Linked DNA regions of Sus scrofa: regions 1 and 3 are each linked to region 2. A link is a contact called in public Hi-C data. All regions are on one chromosome and are shown on one strand. The core of a region is the stretch at or near the end of the contact, and the rest is flanking DNA. Distances in the headings are between cores, read along the strand shown.

Region 1 (3,581 bases), core at 407-2,906, 37 kb after region 2:
TTTTTTTTCATCAAAATCCTCAAACCAGAGTCAGAAAATAGCCACACCACCCCCTTTAGCCCCCTTCAACTCTTGACTAAATCATGTTGGGAGGGTTGAGAGCTCCTCAGGGATTGTTGCTGATTAACTTCTTATAACATGTTGCCCAATCCTGGGCACTCAGCCCTTTCCTGCATCATGACATCATCTTATCCTGAAAGACTGAAGGAAGATTTCACTTCCAATTATTCCATTAGGGTAAAGGAATTTTAAAAATACAGATTCAGGGAACAGTTTACAGAGCAATGAGCGCACCTCTCTTGTATTCTAATTTCCTTCTTTTCTCCTAATGCCACGTCCTCTGTGAAGCCTTTCCGTTTCCCATAATCAATCAATTCTTCCTTCTCTACAAAGGGACCTCACAGGACTGTTGTGAGGATTAAATGAGGTAGGGATCAGAAAAATAGCTAACAAGCACCACAGACTAAGCACTCTGCTAAATGCTTGATATGCATTATCTTATTTTATTTCATAACCAAGTAGATGCTGTTACGATGCATCTTTTACAGATGGAGAAACTAAGGCATGGCAAGGTTAAGTAATTTGCTCAAGTTTACAACCACAGTTTAAGTGGCAGAACCAAGATTTAAATCCATGTGTGTCTGAATCCATAATCCACAATCCTAACTTCTTTATTTATGTTGCTCTGGTACATGTTAAACATTCAGTTATGACAGATATTCTTAGCTTTCATTTTGTCCTTTGAAGTGTGAACGTCCTTCTCTCTTGTCTATCAGTTTTCATGCTGCTTTTCTGTCTACAATGTTCTCTTGCGTGTACTATTTCCTTTAACTGTTTCCCCTAATCCCTTAAAGCTGAGATTATCATTATTCCTGTTTTCCAAGTGTATAGATCCAAGACTGGGTGAGTGCTCGGAGAGATGGCTAAAATCAGGACCATCAAGACACTTACTAAAGTAGGATTCGAATTCTGGTTTCCTAACCGCAAAACTCAACCCCTTTCTTCATTAAGTTCTAAGGTTCCTCCCCCAGGGCCCAGCTTCTTCTGAGTATGAGATCTTCAGCATCAGAACGAACGGTGGCCGTCTGCCCTCCTTTAAGTGGGGCTTGCACCTAAAGTGCTTATTTAAGGCGGTGTAGATTTATGTTCGTTGTTCACATGTGCGCCTCTCCCTCTAGTATGAGCCTCTTGCAGGCAGAGGCAACAATTGATGTAGCTCTGGATCCCTAAAGCCCCAGCACAGGACCTGGTACACAACTGATTCGTTAAATGGAACGAAATGAAAGCTACGATGGTCAGTGGTCCATCTCGCCTACTCCATCCTCCATCGACGGAGCAGAGTCCGTAGCACCGCTATGGCTTTTGGTCTTCTGCACACAGTAGGCGCTCAACGTTTTTAAACTTCAGTCCCTCACTTTTCTTGGGACATTAAGGAGGGCGGGGGAGGGAAGAGGCACGCGACTCCTCACCTGAGGGCTCAGCAGGGTCCTCAGGTGCTTCAACTGCATGACGAACACCTGCCTCTCAGATGCGGACAGACGGCGACAACTCCCGTGGTTACCTGGACAACCCGCCACGCAGCCGCAGCGGCAGCCGCTGACGCAGAAGCGACCAGCGCGCCAGGCGCGCGTCGCAAGGTCACCACGTAGATTTGCCGCGAAGCAAACAGAACGTGCGCAGGCGCAATGAGATCGAGGGCGGGACGCCCGAGAGGGCTGGAGGAATGCTCTCCCCGACCAATGCCGTGGTGGCGTGCAAACGCAAACTCAAGCCACGCCCACGAGCCTTCCGCAAACTCCGGCGTCGTACGTAATCGTGGGCGCTCTTGCTCTTTGATGTACGTAAGCGTGGCTGAGTGCGTTCTTTTAATCCTCGCAAACCTGGAGGAAAGCTGGGGCAGTTGGTGTGACAGGCGTTTGCCAGTGGACACGCTTGAACACCAGTACGTTATGTAACTTGCACGGGCTCACAAGACTGATGATGATAGGTAACACGGACTACTCAGTGTGTGTCTGCCAGGTACTGTGCAAAGTGCTGTGCTCACAGTATCTCATTTAATCTCAGAGCCACCTTTGGAAGGGAAGAGCGTTATCAGTCCCATTTTACAGGATCAGAGGGGTCACTTGCCTAAGCTAACACAGTGTGAAAAAGACGGAACTGGATTCAACCCGGAGCTGGAGTATTTAAGCACCCTTGATATTCCTATTCAATTTCTAGTTCCCTGTCTTTATGCCATGCTACTGTACCCCGTGACACTCCCTTCCCCAGAAATGATGATGTGCCCAGAGCCTGACAGGTGAGTGCTTTGGAACCAGTGGCCAGAGAGAGGTAAGGTCCCCAACTTCTGAACTGGGAAACTGGGTTAGAGACTGCTGCTTAGATCAGGATGCTTTTATGGTTCAGGGCAGAGGGCAGAGCATAGCTTCGAGTACCTGATAGGTTCAGTCTTGTGATAAGGGGTCGGAGTTTGGTTTAGTACAAAAGATACTGACTTCTTGATCTTTGTTTGGATCGGGGTCCCTTTCAGAATTGTTGGTCTAACTTCTTGTAACATAACAGAGAGATCGAGATGCAGAAAAGGAGAGATTCAGACGCCTCCTCTGGGAGGAACATACGTTGAGAACAGTGTTACCTTCCAGACAGTGCAGCATCTGCTGTCCAGATGGATTCTGGGTTCTGAAGCCTTTCCCCCATAGTGGTTGCAGATGTCAACAGGTATTTCTTTTTCACTGACACAAACCCCTCTTGGAACTTAGGAAAAAGTAGGGGACAGGCCCTATTTTCACAGGACACAAGTAGGCCCCAGAGCCCAAATTATAATTCTTTTGACAGGAGAGGTCCAACCCCAGTTTTATTTCCAGAATCCTCTTCTGGATATAGTGGCAGAGAGTGAATAGGAACTCATTTATACTTTACAATTATTATTGACTTTGACCAAATGAACAGAAAGACAGACAGAGAGACAAAAGGGAAAGCAAGGGCAGGGAAGAATAGGCACAGAAATGCACAGGAGAGGAACACTTGGCACCCAGGGATCCATTAGTATAGCTGCTCTTTCATTTGTCCCAAGACACACCGTTCAGTCCTTTTCTGAAAATTAGCTCAGGGGTGATGGAATTCATGGTGAGGAATGGGCTGCGGATGTGGACACTGAAAAAGGCTTCTGGGCCTCTCAGGTGACATGACCCTAGTTTCCAGTGGAGCAAGGAGAATTTGTGTCCTCTTTTTCTTCCTTCTCCCCCTTCCCCCCCAACAAAGCAAAATGGACTAGGGCTCTAGTTTTCTATGCCCCTCTCCACCCATGCAAGGCTGGAGAATCAAAGCCACCACCTTAAAATAAGAGTCTTTTCCTGTCGAGCTGGTGGTGATGGTGTGAGGGGCCTCTGTAGTCAGGGGAGACACAGTGGAGAAATATCTTCAGCATACTATTCAGTATACCATACAGTCAGCTCCGGTTTGTCCAAGAACCTTTATTGGAAAAATGTCCAAGGAGTGAGATCCCCAGCAGCCGGAGGGACTGCCAGGTGAGAGGGGGAGCACCTGAGGCTCCATGGAAGACATTGGAGTAGTGCAGTGCAGCG
Region 2 (3,629 bases), core at 757-3,256:
TGCCCTCCAGACATGATCCCGGAGAATGCTTTGGAGGAGATCACCAAAAACATGGATACCAGTGCTGTACTGGCTGAAATCCCTGCAGGACCAGGAAGAGAACCAGTTCAGACTTTGTGAGTAACTAACCAAGAGGTCCTGAAAGGGACAGATTGGTCACTCCCACCCTGACGGTTCTGTCAGCTGTCCATTTCCTGGGAGTGGTGGACTCTGCTGGTTTGCTTTTTCTCCTATCTTCTTTCTCTTTTCCTCTCCAGGTACTCTCAGTCACCAGCTCTGGAACTGGATAAATTCCTTGAAGATGTCAGGTGAGAGAAGAATGAGAAAAAAAGCTTCCTTGTGGAAGCAGCAGGCTGGGCGTCCTAAGGCCTGCACAGAGCCCGTGTGACCCGTCTCGTCTCCATCCAGGAACGGGATCTACCCGCTGACAGCCTTTGGCCTGCCTCGGCCCCAGCAGCCACAGCAGGAGGAGGTGACATCACCGGTGGTGCCCCCCTCTGTCAAGACTCCAACTCCTGAGCCGGCTGAGGTGGAGACCCGCAAGGTAAGGCTGTGTGGATGTGCAGGCCTCTGCGTCCGGGGAAGGGGGAGAGGGCGTCTCAAAGAAGCCTTTGTCGTTGAGAGGAAAGAATGTTTCCGCTCCCTGGCAGCCGTGTCCTGTGGGCCGGAGAGGCTTCCAGCTCTCGGGGTTCCCTCCTCTAGTGACCCTCTGTCCCCTCTCCCGCAGGTGGTGCTGATGCAGTGCAACATCGAGTCGGTGGAGGAGGGTGTCAAACACCACGTAAGGCTCGGGGCCGGGGCGCGGAGGCCGGGGCGGCGGAGGGGGGGTCGGCGGAGCCTCGTGGCCTGACTGTCCCCTTCTCCAGCTGACGCTTCTGCTGAAGCTAGAGGACAAACTGAACCGGCACCTGAGCTGTGACCTGATGCCAAGTGAGTCTCCTTACCCTCAGAGGATGGGGAGTCCGTGAGCCTTATCTGCCACGGACACATTCGGGGGTGGGGAAGGCGACCGGGCAGTGACAGCTCCACTGCTGTAGAGTGAATATCTTAGCCCCTGCAACTGGAGGGTGGCCCTGACAGTCCTGCTTGTGTCCTTCCTTCCCAGCCAGGGTCACCCCGCCGGGGCTGTGGCCAGGGCCGCGGCCCCGCCTCGGGCTCTGTGCTCACGCTCTCCCGTTTCTCTGTCAGACGAGAACATCCCCGAGCTGGCGGCTGAGCTGGTGCAGCTGGGCTTCATCAGTGAGGTGAGGCGCTGCCCCCCGCGGCCCGGCCGCCGCGCTGTCCCCGCCGTCCCCTGCGGCCGCCTCACCCAGCTCTCTCCTCTAGGCCGACCAGAGCCGACTGACCTCCCTGCTGGAGGAGACCCTGAACAAGTTCAACTTCGCCAGGAACAGCACCCTCAACTCAGCCGCTGTCACCGTCTCCTCTTAGAGCTCCTCGGGCCAGGCCCCAACCTGCGCTGTGGCTGTCACCAGGCGCGCCGCAGCCCCCGCCCCTCCCCCCAGTCAGTATTACCCTGTGAGGCCCCTCTCTCCTTTGTTATTCAGGAGGGCTTTGGGGCCCCCTGGTTCTGAGCATCACCCTCCCTGCCCCTCCCCGTCTCTTCCCTCCCTCTGCACTTTGTTTACTTGTTTTGCACAGACGTGGGCCCGGGCCTTCTCAGCAGCCGCCTTCTAGTTGGGGGCACGTAGCTGACCTGCCGGCTCCCGCCCAGCCTGTGTGGAAAGGAAGCCCACGGGCGCCGGGGGAGCTGCATTCTACAATCCCGCTGGGGCGGACGGGGCGGGAGAGAAGGGTGGTGCTGCAGTGGTGGCCCTGGGGGGCCATTCGATTCGCCTCAGTTGCTGCTGTAATAAAAGTCTACTTTTTGCTACCGCGTCGTGTGTGTGTGTGTGCGCGTGCGCGTCGTATGTGTGTGTGTGTGTGTGTGTGCGCGCGCGCGTTGTGTGTGTGTGTGTGTGTGTGTCTGCGCGCGCCGTCCCCACTAGGGGGCGCGGAGGCGGGCGGCAGGTGCGCTGGGCGGGCGGAACTGGCCGGGCAGCGGGGGCGGGGCCCGGGCCAGGTAGGGCTGCCCCGCGGCGAGCTCCAGCGACGGGATGAAGCGCTGCCGCCTCTGCACTTTCGGTAATTTCCGGCCCCTCCGGTGGCGGTGGCGGGGTGGCGGCGGCGGCGTGCTCCTCCGCGCCCACCCTCGACCCGCCCCAGGGCCCCTGGTGCCCTCGGTCCGCTCCGGCTCAGGTCTGCCCCTCCCCCCCTGCTTTGCAGACGCGGACCGCGGGCCCCCGCGGCTCATGCGCGTGGGCCTCGCGCTCATCCTGGTGGGCCACGTGAACCTGCTGCTGGGGGCCGTGCTGCACGGCACCGTCCTGCGGCACGTGGCCAATCCCCGCGGCGCCGTCACCCCGGAGTACACCACCGCCAATATCATCTCCGTGGGCTCTGGGCTGCTGGTGAGCGCAGTAGGGACGGGCCGCGGGTGGCCGGGCGGGTGGCCCCAGAGAGCTGCGCGGGCCTCAAGTTTTTTGTCTTCCAGAGTGTTTCCCTGGGACTTGTGGCCCTCTTGGCATCCAGGAACCTTCTTCGCCCACAACTGGTGAGGGGATTTCTGGAACTTTGATGAGGAGGCCTGGAATCTGGGAAATGGGGGCTGACTCCGCTTTATCTGCAGTGGGAGGAGGTGCCTCAGAGAATAATCGAGGTGTCTGGTCGGTGGGAGAGTCTGCCGTCCCTGCCCCCCCAGGCTGCTCACCCTGATCTTCTGCCCCTGCCAGCACTGGGCCCTACTGGCACTAGCTCTGGTGAACCTTCTCTTGTCTGCGGCCTGCTCCCTGGGGCTCCTCCTCGCTGTGTCACTGACTATAGCCAATGGCGGCCGGCGTCTTATTGCTGACTGCCACCCAGGACTGCTGGATCCTTTGCTACCCCTGGACGAGGGGCATGGACACGCTGACTGCCCCTTTGATCCCACCAGAATCTATGTGAGTCTATTTTCTCGCCAGCCTTTCTGCAGTCCGCAGAGCCGGGGTCCTGCCTTTTAATTGTCCCTACTGTGCCACTCCTGCCTGCTCCCGCTAGTCTCCCACTCTCCCTTCACTTTAGGATACAGCCTTGGCTCTTTGGATCCCATCTTTGCTCATGTCTGCAGCGGAGGCTGCTCTGTCTGGCTACTGCTGTGTGGCTGCGCTCACCCTGCGTGGGGTTGGGCCCTGTAGGAGGGCAGGGCTACAGGAACAGGTAAGGAAGATGAACAGTAAGGGTTCATTCAACACACACTGAGTTGAAAAGATGCTGAATTATAATTCAGGGCTGCAGCACTAACCCCACCCTCTTCTGTAGCTGGAGGAAATGACAGAGCTTGAACTTCCCAAATGTAAAAGGCAGGAAAATGAGCAGTTACTGGATCAAACTCATGAAATCCGGACATCACAGAAAAGCTGGGTTTAGGGACAGGTAATGGACCAGGAGGATTGTAGCCTGGGACACAGGTGGTGGCCGGGACCACTCTTAGAACTGGGTTGAGCCCTTTGCTGTGCTGCTTGCCCTCTGATGCAGGCTCTCCCTTCCATCAAGCAGGTGCTGATCCGGAGGCTCAGTTCACAAGGGGTTTCCACTGACCCCTAGGATCTGAT
Region 3 (3,598 bases), core at 520-3,019, 51 kb before region 2:
CTCCTCAACTTCACTCTCCGCACTTAGTGCCCGGCCGCCCCCAGACTCGTCGTCGCTCAGCCCGTAGGGAAGCCCAGGCCTGGCCCCCAGAGAGTCTCCTGGTGAGACAGATGAGAAGAAACATCAACACAGGGTAGGACCAGGCTCGAAACTCCCTTTCTCACTTGTGGTCTCCCCACTTGCTTGGCTCCACCCTTTTCTTCAATTCAATGGTCCTAAAAATTGAACATGAATTATCTACCTCCAAGCCTGTACTAATGTAGTGATGACAGAGCAGAGTTGTACATAGATCCACTGAATGGAAAAAGACCAAGGGTTCACAGTGGATCACAGACTGAAATGAATCAATAACCAGTTAGGTAATTAACTGATTCTTGGGATAAGGAAATAAAAATAAATACACAAGGCAGAAGCCTGAGACCTTTCTCTAGGCCCTCTGTCAGTAAGGACTCTCAGTTTTTATTTCAGAATCAGCTCCATACTATCTCAAGAGGCAAAATCTGGAGGAAAGAGGAAACAAAATAATGCATGTAACATCACTCGTAAGCCTAAAGGATAGGATTTTTCTCTTCTATAGGTTCCCCAATGACTTTCAAAAACATTCTTCATAAGTGGCATTGGTGGATAGGTAGTGTAGCAAATTAAGATGGGGTGATGATAAGATTAAAAGGAAGAATGTGGGAGGATACTTGAGGGTAGAGACTAAAACCTCAATACAAAAGTCTGTGCTGTGGATGAAAGAGAATAAGTACTAGCTTGAATGAGGTTGCTTCCCTGAACACCTTAAAAGTAAACTCTCATAAGGAATGGGCTCAGGAGCAGGACAAGGTTATGAAAAGGGCATTTGCTTTTAACCAGTTGTTTCATGTGACTCCTCCACTGTCCTGTTCATACTACCTTTGGACCAGGCCCCAGAACTTCACCTCAACAAAGTGATGGACCATTAGGCAAACGAAGAACTCTAGCCCCAAACTAAACTAAACCCGCTCGGTAGTGGCAAGAAACGGTGTCTTGCTCACTGGCACTAAACTCCAACCTGCCTCCTAAAGGCTGAGGTTCCAGCGGTCACTAATCCTTAACCAAGTCTCCCAAACCCACCTTCAGAGTCTCTCTCGAAGCCCATGAGCTGGTCGCTGTTGCCGTCACCTTCCTCCTCTTCCTCTTCCTCTTCCTCAAACTCCAGATCCTGGCCTAGTAGCAAATCACTCTCCAACACCAGGGCCCCGGGTCCTTCGTCGAGGGAGTCTTCGGTATCCACTGAAGAGGCGAAGGGGCTTGTAGATTCTCCCTCGGGAACCGTGCCCATCATCTGCACCCGGGGTACCAGCCCTCGCAGACCCTACTGCCCGCACTCGTAGACCCTCTCGGGTTCCCTCAGTACCTCGATGGGAAGCAAGGAGTCCAGACCGCCCACCCCATCCCTCAGGAATCCCCCCTCCACCCAGACCTGAACCCACGCCACTGACCCCACCCCCGCTCCTCCCCACCTCGCGGCCTTTGACCCCTGACCTTTGACCCCCTCGCATTTCACGGGCTGCGGGTGGCTTTGCTTCCTTCGGGGCATCGTGACCGGCTCCAGCCCGACGCGCCTCCGGCCTGCGGCCGTCCGGCCCCGCCCCTCCCAATCCTGTCCGCCCGCCCTTCTTCTCAGGGCCCGCGGGCCGACCCCATGCAGCGGCGCGGGCCCCGGGCTGCCCCCGGCCCTGGCCCCGGTGCCCAGCTCAGGCCGCTCCCGCCGCCACCGCCGCCGCGTCCATTCATGGAGCCCCCTACCCCCCCTACGGAGACCAGCTGGTACCTCCGTACTCGCTTCCGCTTCCGCTGCCGCAGAGCCACACGGGACGCGTAGTTCGCGGAAGGCAGAAGGGGCGAGAGCGTCCGCAGCGTGACCAGGAAGTGATTGTGACGAAAGGAAGCGAGCGAGCCAATCAGGGACCTGATGGAACAAGAAGGGCAGGTCAAACCCTGCCCCTGCCTTTGGTCTTTAAGGGCCGCCAGGCCGGTTCCGACCCCTCCCGGGAGGAACGAGGAAGAACTCATTCCTGACTGCAGGAGCCGGGGACGATGTGCTGCGACGCCAGAATTGTAGCTCAGGGAGTTACAGTGCTCGGGCCCCCTCTCCCTCTCGTGCACACACACCCCAGGCAGGCAGGCAGGCAGGAGCACACACACCCACCCACATCCACCCTCGCACCCACACAGGGAAGGGTAGGTAGACGCTACCGCTGGAGGTCAAGTAGGGAGTCGGGGCACCCTGGGCGGGTGGGCCGGACAGGATGGCAGCGGAGAAAAAAGGACACCACGGGCACGATTAGGTTTTGGCCTTTAGTCTGAAAAAGTGTTGATTGAAAGTGTACAACAGAGAGCGGGTGCAAGCGGCTGGGGGCCATGGAGCCGCCAATAAAAAAGAATGTCCTTAAATAAAGTTCACAGAGTAAAAACCAGAACCACCAGTCCTTCCCTCCAACACAACGAGCACAGGCAGAGAACCGGCGATGAGCCCCAAGGAGCAAGGACGAGGCTGGGGAGGACAGCAGAGGCTCCCAGGCTGCTGTGTGGAGGGAGAGCCCTCTTTGGAATGGGCTGAGCAGAGCCACCCAGCTCCCCCTGCACACCTCATAACCACCACTGCTAAGGCTAAAGGAAAAAGACAAAACTCAGTCTCAGTCCGGAGGGCTCAGAAAACAGTCTAGGTGGGCAGGGGTCTGGACAACTGCTAGTCCCGCTTGGCCTTCTTCTTGTTGTCACTGTTGCCATTTTCTTCAGCCCCCTCAGTAGAGAGCACCTCCTCCAGTTTCCGCTTGCCACTCTCTGGCTGAAGCTCTGCTGTGTTTCGGGGCTTGAAGCATATGATGATGCAGGTCATGTTGTCACACCCTGTACCGTCCCCAGAGGTGTCTGGTGCCAGGCACTGATCCAGCAGCTACAAAAGGGATGGGGTAGCTCAGCTTCAGCGTTTGAACACCTTCCTGGGAACCTAAAGTCCGACAAGAGGGCTGGCCTTGCCGAGACAGGACGGCAGGAGGAGGGAATGGGCAACAGGTATCACAAAACAGACCACCTGCTAGACCATGAGGCCTAAAGATAAATCAGGGAAATGAGGGAAAGTGGAACTTTCTAGTCAGAGTTTAGTATGTCAGTAATTAGTGTAGAGTCTGGTCTTAACTCAGGTCTAAAGAGAAAACCTTGGATACGCAGACCAAACACCCTCTCCTCTACCGGGGGACTTACCTCTTCCACGATGGATGACAATAACCGAAGCTCCCCATTTTCATCACGCTGGCTGATCTTGGACTGAATAAAGTCTATAACTTCCTGGCTGCTCATCACATTCCTGGGGTCAGAAACAACACTCAATCTCCTTTAGTCCCACCAAGGCAGAGTAGACAAATATGAATAGAGGTGACAGGTGGCCCGGACAACATAAACACCCACAGACACTGTCAACTCTGTCTTAGGCTTGGGGTCTTGACACTGAGCTGCCTATCTAGGCTCTAATTCTAGAGCAGCTTGAGAAAGGGGCTGAATATAGCCATTAGGATGACAAAGCAGCTGAGAGCCCTACAAAAGTAATGCTATGGGCGGAAAAGGGAGTTTT

Evidence for each region. A called contact is a pair of places that touch in the nucleus more often than the background predicts.
Region 1: a Hi-C map of differentiating spermatogonia shows a contact between it and region 2, with 1.5 times the contacts expected there. The contact joins the promoter of IFT172 here to the promoter of KRTCAP3 in region 2. A contact is called at or near these places in 3 of 47 Hi-C or Micro-C datasets (differentiating spermatogonia, embryonic fibroblasts and mesenchymal stem cells).
Region 3: a Hi-C map of embryonic fibroblasts shows a contact between it and region 2, with 1.8 times the contacts expected there. The contact joins the promoter of ZNF513 here to the promoter of KRTCAP3 in region 2. A contact is called at or near these places in 4 of 47 Hi-C or Micro-C datasets (alveolar macrophages, embryonic fibroblasts, psoas muscle and 1 more) and 1 of 2 datasets of contacts at active chromatin or transcription factors (alveolar macrophages).

Annotation. Positions count from the first base shown.
Region 1 is chr3:111,681,749-111,685,329 of Sscrofa11.1, reverse strand. It overlaps IFT172 (intraflagellar transport protein 172 homolog), which reads right to left and starts at 1,656. Exons shown (of 50, transcript XM_003354889.4): 1 at 1,470-1,656. The coding sequence starts at 1,508. It overlaps GCKR (glucokinase regulatory protein), which reads left to right and starts at 1,791. Exons shown (of 20, transcript XM_021087679.1): 1 at 1,791-1,942; 2 at 2,218-2,296. It overlaps FNDC4 (fibronectin type III domain-containing protein 4), which reads right to left. Exons shown (of 7, transcript XM_003481268.4): 7 at 2,834-3,581.
Region 2 is chr3:111,718,622-111,722,250 of Sscrofa11.1, reverse strand. KRTCAP3 (keratinocyte-associated protein 3) reads left to right here and starts at 2,006. Exons shown (of 7, transcript XM_021087684.1): 1 at 2,006-2,124; 2 at 2,266-2,450; 3 at 2,534-2,593; 4 at 2,772-2,978; 5 at 3,100-3,234; 6 at 3,337-3,450; 7 at 3,574-3,629. The coding sequence starts at 2,097. The coding sequence ends at 3,444. NRBP1 (nuclear receptor binding protein 1) reads left to right here. Exons shown (of 18, transcript NM_001244239.1): 12 at 11-116; 13 at 258-308; 14 at 409-544; 15 at 728-781; 16 at 867-930; 17 at 1,189-1,244; 18 at 1,327-1,873. The coding sequence ends at 1,431.
Region 3 is chr3:111,769,577-111,773,174 of Sscrofa11.1, reverse strand. It overlaps ZNF513 (zinc finger protein 513), which reads right to left and starts at 1,769. Exons shown (of 5, transcript XM_021087688.1): 1 at 1,510-1,769; 2 at 1,099-1,257; 3 at 1-98. The coding sequence starts at 1,564. It overlaps PPM1G (protein phosphatase 1G), which reads right to left. Exons shown (of 10, transcript XM_005655254.3): 9 at 3,232-3,334; 10 at 2,307-2,923. The coding sequence ends at 2,717.